Regions from separate parts of the Mus musculus genome. Here region 2 is linked to region 1. A link is a contact called in public Hi-C data. All regions are on one chromosome and are shown on one strand. Each heading gives the region's core, a stretch centred on a gene start, on an enhancer-like site or on the middle of the called end of the contact. The rest is flanking DNA. Distances are from core to core; before and after follow the strand shown. Region 1 has its middle 70 kb from the start of Gm33125. Region 2 has its middle 76 kb from the start of Gm39339.

Region 1 (2,769 bases), core at 139-2,638:
AGCACACCATTTCTATGCTTAGGAATGGGAGCATTCATTTTCAAGCCTTAAATACTTTAATACATAGGTACTTATGAATGAGCTGCCACTGCTACAAGCTTAGTTAATGCTGTTCATAGGTTTCGGCTCCCATTAGCAAATCCTCTCATCGGAACAGCAAGAGGAAAGGCTCTGCATGCCATCCACGTACAATCATCCACGCTGACAACACATTTTGTAATAAAATTTAGCCTCCGATTACTATTCGGAAAATAAAATCTCAAACTTAATGCTTTATTTCTTCCTTAATTTGTTCTTTCTTTAAACCAACCCCATGCAGAACAGTAAACCAGCGTCCCAGGGTCCGAAAGGCAAAAAAGTTGAGCTTCTATGTAAGGGTAGGTTTGTGTTTGGGGTGAATCAATATCTTGGTCTTGCAAACTTTATATGCCCCAGTACAGGGGAATGCCAGGGCCAAGAAGTGGGAGTGGGTGGGTAGGGGAGCAGGGCAGGGGGAGGGTATAGAGGACTTTCGGGATAGCATTTGAAATGTAAATGAATAAAATATCTAATAAAAAATTGAAAGAAATATTTTCTATAATTTCCTTGTTCTATAAACAAATTAATCTATGCATTTTAAAGATGACAGCGTGGACGACGTGTTTGGTTAGCTCTAGATCCCTTAAGACAGTGATAGAGAAAGTCTCCACCAGGACCTTTGTCTTATTTGCAAGGCTCTGGAAGAGCCAAAGTAAATGCCCCCAACCTCAAGCAGAAGAAAACCTTCACTCTCAGAGAAATTACACATCGGAATGAGCTTCTGTCTCTGGCAGTCTGTGCCGAGGTCTGAGGAGCCATAAAGAGTTGCCAATTTCTCATGTTGTTGAAATTAAAAATCATAAAAAGCTACTCCAGGCAATGTTTAATGTGGAGTAAGAGTCCTCCCCCCTCCTGGTGAGTTCAGACCCGGGTTTAAGTGGTGTTAATGGTAAGAGGAGAACAGGGCTCCTGCTTCCTGCCCCCCTGGGGCTGTGTGTTCAGCTGGAGCATGCGCCCCCTTTCCCATGTGCAAAAGCAGTGTTCACATCCTTTTCAAGCATTTTCTTTTCCTTTGAAATGTTTCATGTTTTCCGGACCACCAGGAGGTCATCATCTTTGGATTTTTTGCTTCTTAATTTTCCTCATTTTGGTTGACACTTTGACAAGGATGCTGAACTGGGAGGGAGGGAAGCACCTTGAAGCTCACTGGAGGCTCTGCTTGGTCACACAGAGCATTTTCCTTTGCCGAGGCTGTCAGCTGTTAGCTCCCTTCAAATGCCAAGATTGCATCCTGAGCTATCTATTCAGGGAGACACCAGACATGGCTAGACAGTGCTTCATGACCAGCAGTGTGGAGCATATATTTGCCCTGAAGGGGTCATTTATTTATCTGTGCTCTCTTCTGCCAGTACTCAGGAGACCAGGCCACATTCCCAGACACCACAGAGCCTGTCACCAGAAAGGCAAGCAACCTGCTAAGCCTGGCAATCAGTCTTTTATTCCAATCTGCTCTTGCCAGTGGCATTTCTTCCATCTTTAATTACCACAGTTGACACCGCAGCCCTGCTAGGAGGAATGGCACCAGCCAGATCAAGCTGTGGAACCAGTCTCTCTCAAATACCCTTTGCAGACATCAGACATATTCAGAACAAGACAGAAGGCATAGGCCCAGAGAAGGAGAGGAAAAATTTTCAGCTCAGTGAGACAGGCTCTGCCAGCCTTTTTCCTTGGGCCAACAGTTCTAACTAGAGGAGTTAGATCCTGAGACATTTTGTTCTGTTAGGGCTTTGCTCTCCTTTTCAGCCAGGTGGGGGCATGAAGGCCTCCCTCCTGGCTCCCATGAGGACCCAGCCTTCCATACTTGGAGTTTTTTCCTCCAGAACCCATTCCTAAGCTGTGACTTTAAGTTAAAGACATTGCAACAATCGGAAACAAACTGCATGGGCTAAGTTGTCTGGGTCCGCAGGTCTACCTCACAGATTGCACTTGATATTTTTTCTTTGGGAACATCCATCTCCTTTTCTCTCTTCTGAACACACATTTCTTCTTGCAATTTTTATACTCTAGTTACCTACTGTTCCTGTACAAATGTTATCAAAGGACAAATCCAAAAATAGTCATAGTGCCAGAATAAGAGGGTTTCCTGGTCTAACACCTCATTCTTTGTGGGTTTTCAGTTCTGGACCATTTTGTTTAGGTTTCATTTCATCCATTTCCCACTGAACTGTCCTATTACAAGTAACATTATACAGAGTGAGCAGGTTATATTTGTGTGTGTGTATATATATGTATATATATATATACACATATATATGTATATATATACATATATACACACATGTATATATGTACATATGCATATATACATATATAGAGGTATATGTACACACATATATGTATATATTCCCATATATCCTCACATATATGTGTGTATATGTATATACACAGATATATGTATATACATATATATATGCAATACAATTAGTGAAGAAAGAGGACATGAACTTAGAGAGAGAGAAGAGAGTAAGGAGGATTTGGAGAGAGGAAAGGAATGTAACTGCATTCTAAGTCTCAAGAACTAATAAAAACACTCAGTGCCTGTTTACAACTTTATTCCTACATTCAGTGACCACCAGGCTGGGTCTGAGTTCTGTCTCACAGGGCTGAGCTGACATGGCACCATCCACTCAGTCTCTGTGCTTCCTGCTATAATTAGGAAATGAGCTGCCATATAGCTAGAGGCTCATTGTT
Region 2 (2,769 bases), core at 71-2,570, 310 kb after region 1:
ATCTGTCAAATATTGTGTGGGGAGGGGTATGGGGGAGGGTGGATATCTAGGCTGAGGAAATGCTAGTGTAAACCAGTCATGATCCCTAGGGCCTACTTGATCCAAAACCCTTCTTCAGAGTAGTTCCTCTCATGGGATCAGAGCTGGGAGAGTGGCTCTCTCACTTATCACCCATATTTATGCTAGAGAGGCCTGTTTACTGGCCACAGAAGAGGCTTGAATTCAGAGAGGGATACACGTCTTTCAGATGGAACACTGAGAACCCAGAGCAGCAATCTAAAGGAAAGAAGTGAAGCTAACCCTGGCTCCCCTAGACTCACTCTGCAGATCATGCCCAAGCTGACCAGAGTTAGTCCTCACTAGATCTGGACAGGCATATGGAGGGCATCATTCGGTATCCTGTCTACATCAGTAGATAGGGTCATGTGCAGCCACGAGCCAATCACAGGTGATCCCGAAGTTTTTAGGGTTCGAGTCTGGGCCTGGCAGTATTTAACAAGCCAGGCCTGGCCACCTGTACTCAATAATCCAATTAAAGGGACAAGAAGTAGTAAAAATCAGAGAAAGAAGATATATTCAGTGTGAGATAAGAAACAAAAGCCCCATTGACAACCCCATCCCTACCACATGTCCACATTTGGATGCTGATGTAAGGTTTAGATTTAAATAGAAGATGAGAGGCATTTTAGATAAGCAGTGCTGGTCAAGGGGTGGTTCATCCATCAATGACCCATCACTGCCTGGACCCCTGTCTCTCTACCCAGGCAGTCTGACAAGTTTTCAGAACTCTGTAATATTTCTTTTGGAAGACTCTCTTCCCTTCTTGCTTGTACCAAGGCCCCGGCTCTTCCTTCTAGCCCAAGACTCCTGTGGATTTCTAATTTTGGGGGGTCTACTTTTTCAACAGTCTGACAGTGAGACTGGAGAACATGGGCAGTATCTTCCTCCCTGGCAGGATGTGGTCTTCATCTCTGCTCAGTTTGCTACATCTTGGGAAAGATGGTTTCTATAGAGTTTTGTTTTCCACTTGCATTCCCTGTAGAAGCCAGATTCCTGTCTCATACACACCGAGGTCCAGGTTGTTATTTATCATTCAAACCAGAGAAAAACCACCAGAATGAGGATGCTTGCATCTCCTTGGTGAGTGAGCATCTCTGCATCGAGGTTTTTGCTGCCAAGCCCACGTCAAGCGTTAAGATCACTAGATGCTGAGCCAAGCCCTCTGAGAATTTGTGATTTGAAGAGATCTTCTCTGCCACCTCACTGCCTTCATCGAATTACTACAAGAGAAATCTGTGAGCCATTAAATTGCTCTCTCAGTCATTGTTGGAAGTCAGAAGAGGCCCAGCAGTTGTGGAGTGAAAAGCCAAAGCTTAGCAAGAGGCCAGCATTTTCCAGGGGCCAATTATCTCTATCAGCTGACAGTCCATGGGAGAAATGGCATGGAAATTCTTGAAGAAAATCACTTTGATGACATTACACAAAGGACCTAGGGGAAGGTAGTGCATTTGTTCAGATTCGTCAAATATTTAACTAATGTCCAACTGAGGTACTCTTCTTGAGGTGGCCTCACAGAGGGAATGCTAGTCAGGACAGAGATGCAAAGCCAACAGACATGAAACTCAATCCAAAGACAGAGTATATCACATCAGAGGAAAGCCAATGTTAGTACAAATAACAAAAGGAGAAGTGCTGTGCTCAAAATCACAATGTGAACGCACATCCCTGCCTCTTCTTTCACCCTGGGTTCATTTGCAGTGACAAAAATGATCAGATATGTCAATGACATAGCTAGAATAGTACTGGAAAATAGTAAGTAATGCAAATGGCAAACTAAAAAAATGCTAACTAGCGTACACTACCCAGAAATCACCAAAGAACAGAGGAATAAGCCATTCCAGAGAAACCATCTGTCTAGCAGCCAGAGGACACGGTGGGCCTTTTCATGAGGTGCCCTGCAGAAGCTCCAACATCAAAACCACCAAATACAACCAAACAGTAATGGAGGCTAATGCAGTGATCATCAGACAATTAGTCAAAGAGCTATGTTTGGAACAGCTGGGTCCACAAAGTCTCTCGCCATCACCCGCAAGTACAGAGCATCTGGTAAAACAGCTTTAGCCCAGAGGCTCAGCTCTGATAGCATCCTCTGTGGGGCAGCATGGTTTCCTTAGGAAGACTTGCCAGGGTGGTTTGGAGCCTGAAATGGGAGAAACTCTTTGCTTATGGGTTAAGAGCGTTGCATTACCCATGGCCTGAGAAAATAGCGGTGAAAACGAAGCAAAGAAATGTTGGGCCCGATTTGGCCTTGCTTTGGGCCTTGAGTTTCTGTGGCCTTCTGGGAGAGCCTAAGCCTGGCTCGAGTTTTGAGACCTGTCTCAGTCACTTCCGTATCGGGGTGACTCAGCAAGACCTGTTTGGGCTCTGCCTCTGTGCCCTGCCGTTGCTGATGTAGAGCTATGCCATTGGCTCTGTCTGTCACACCATACCCTCCGTAACCCTTCCCCACCTCCTATGTCATCTTACCCCACCAAAATTCCCCCTCCCTATGTTCCGAACTTAAATAAGCAAAGAGGCTGATGCGGTAAAGTTGAGTTCCTGCTTCGACTAGACTCCCGGCTCAAGCATGTGTTTCTTTTGGGCCTTCGACACTCGCCATCCTGCTCAGCTCCCTGAAAGACCCTGTCAGGACCGGGACCTCTCTCCTCTTGCCTGGACCTGCGGGAAAGGAGCCAGCAAAGAAAAGGGTAGGGAACTCATTTTGTAGAC

The links. A called contact is a pair of places that touch in the nucleus more often than the background predicts.
Region 2: a Hi-C map of cerebellum shows a contact between it and region 1, with 1.8 times the contacts expected there. The contact joins two enhancer-like sites. A contact is called at or near these places in 1 of 15 datasets of contacts at CTCF or cohesin (the NIH/3T3 cell line), 1 of 484 Hi-C or Micro-C datasets (cerebellum) and 1 of 9 other capture datasets (embryonic stem cells).

Annotation. Positions count from the first base shown.
Region 1 is chr9:52,491,758-52,494,526 of GRCm38.p6, forward strand. No RefSeq gene overlaps it. Among named protein-coding and RNA genes, the nearest start is that of Gm33125, 70 kb to the left of the region's middle. Within about 2 kb of position 1,389, at least 2 of the 459 cell types and tissues checked have an H3K27ac peak or open chromatin away from gene starts, as enhancers often do. A contact at or near this core is called in cerebellum, where this site is marked.
Region 2 is chr9:52,800,736-52,803,504 of GRCm38.p6, forward strand. No RefSeq gene overlaps it. Among named protein-coding and RNA genes, the nearest start is that of Gm39339, 76 kb to the right of the region's middle. Within about 2 kb of position 1,321, at least 11 of the 459 cell types and tissues checked have an H3K27ac peak or open chromatin away from gene starts, as enhancers often do. A contact at or near this core is called in cerebellum, where this site is marked.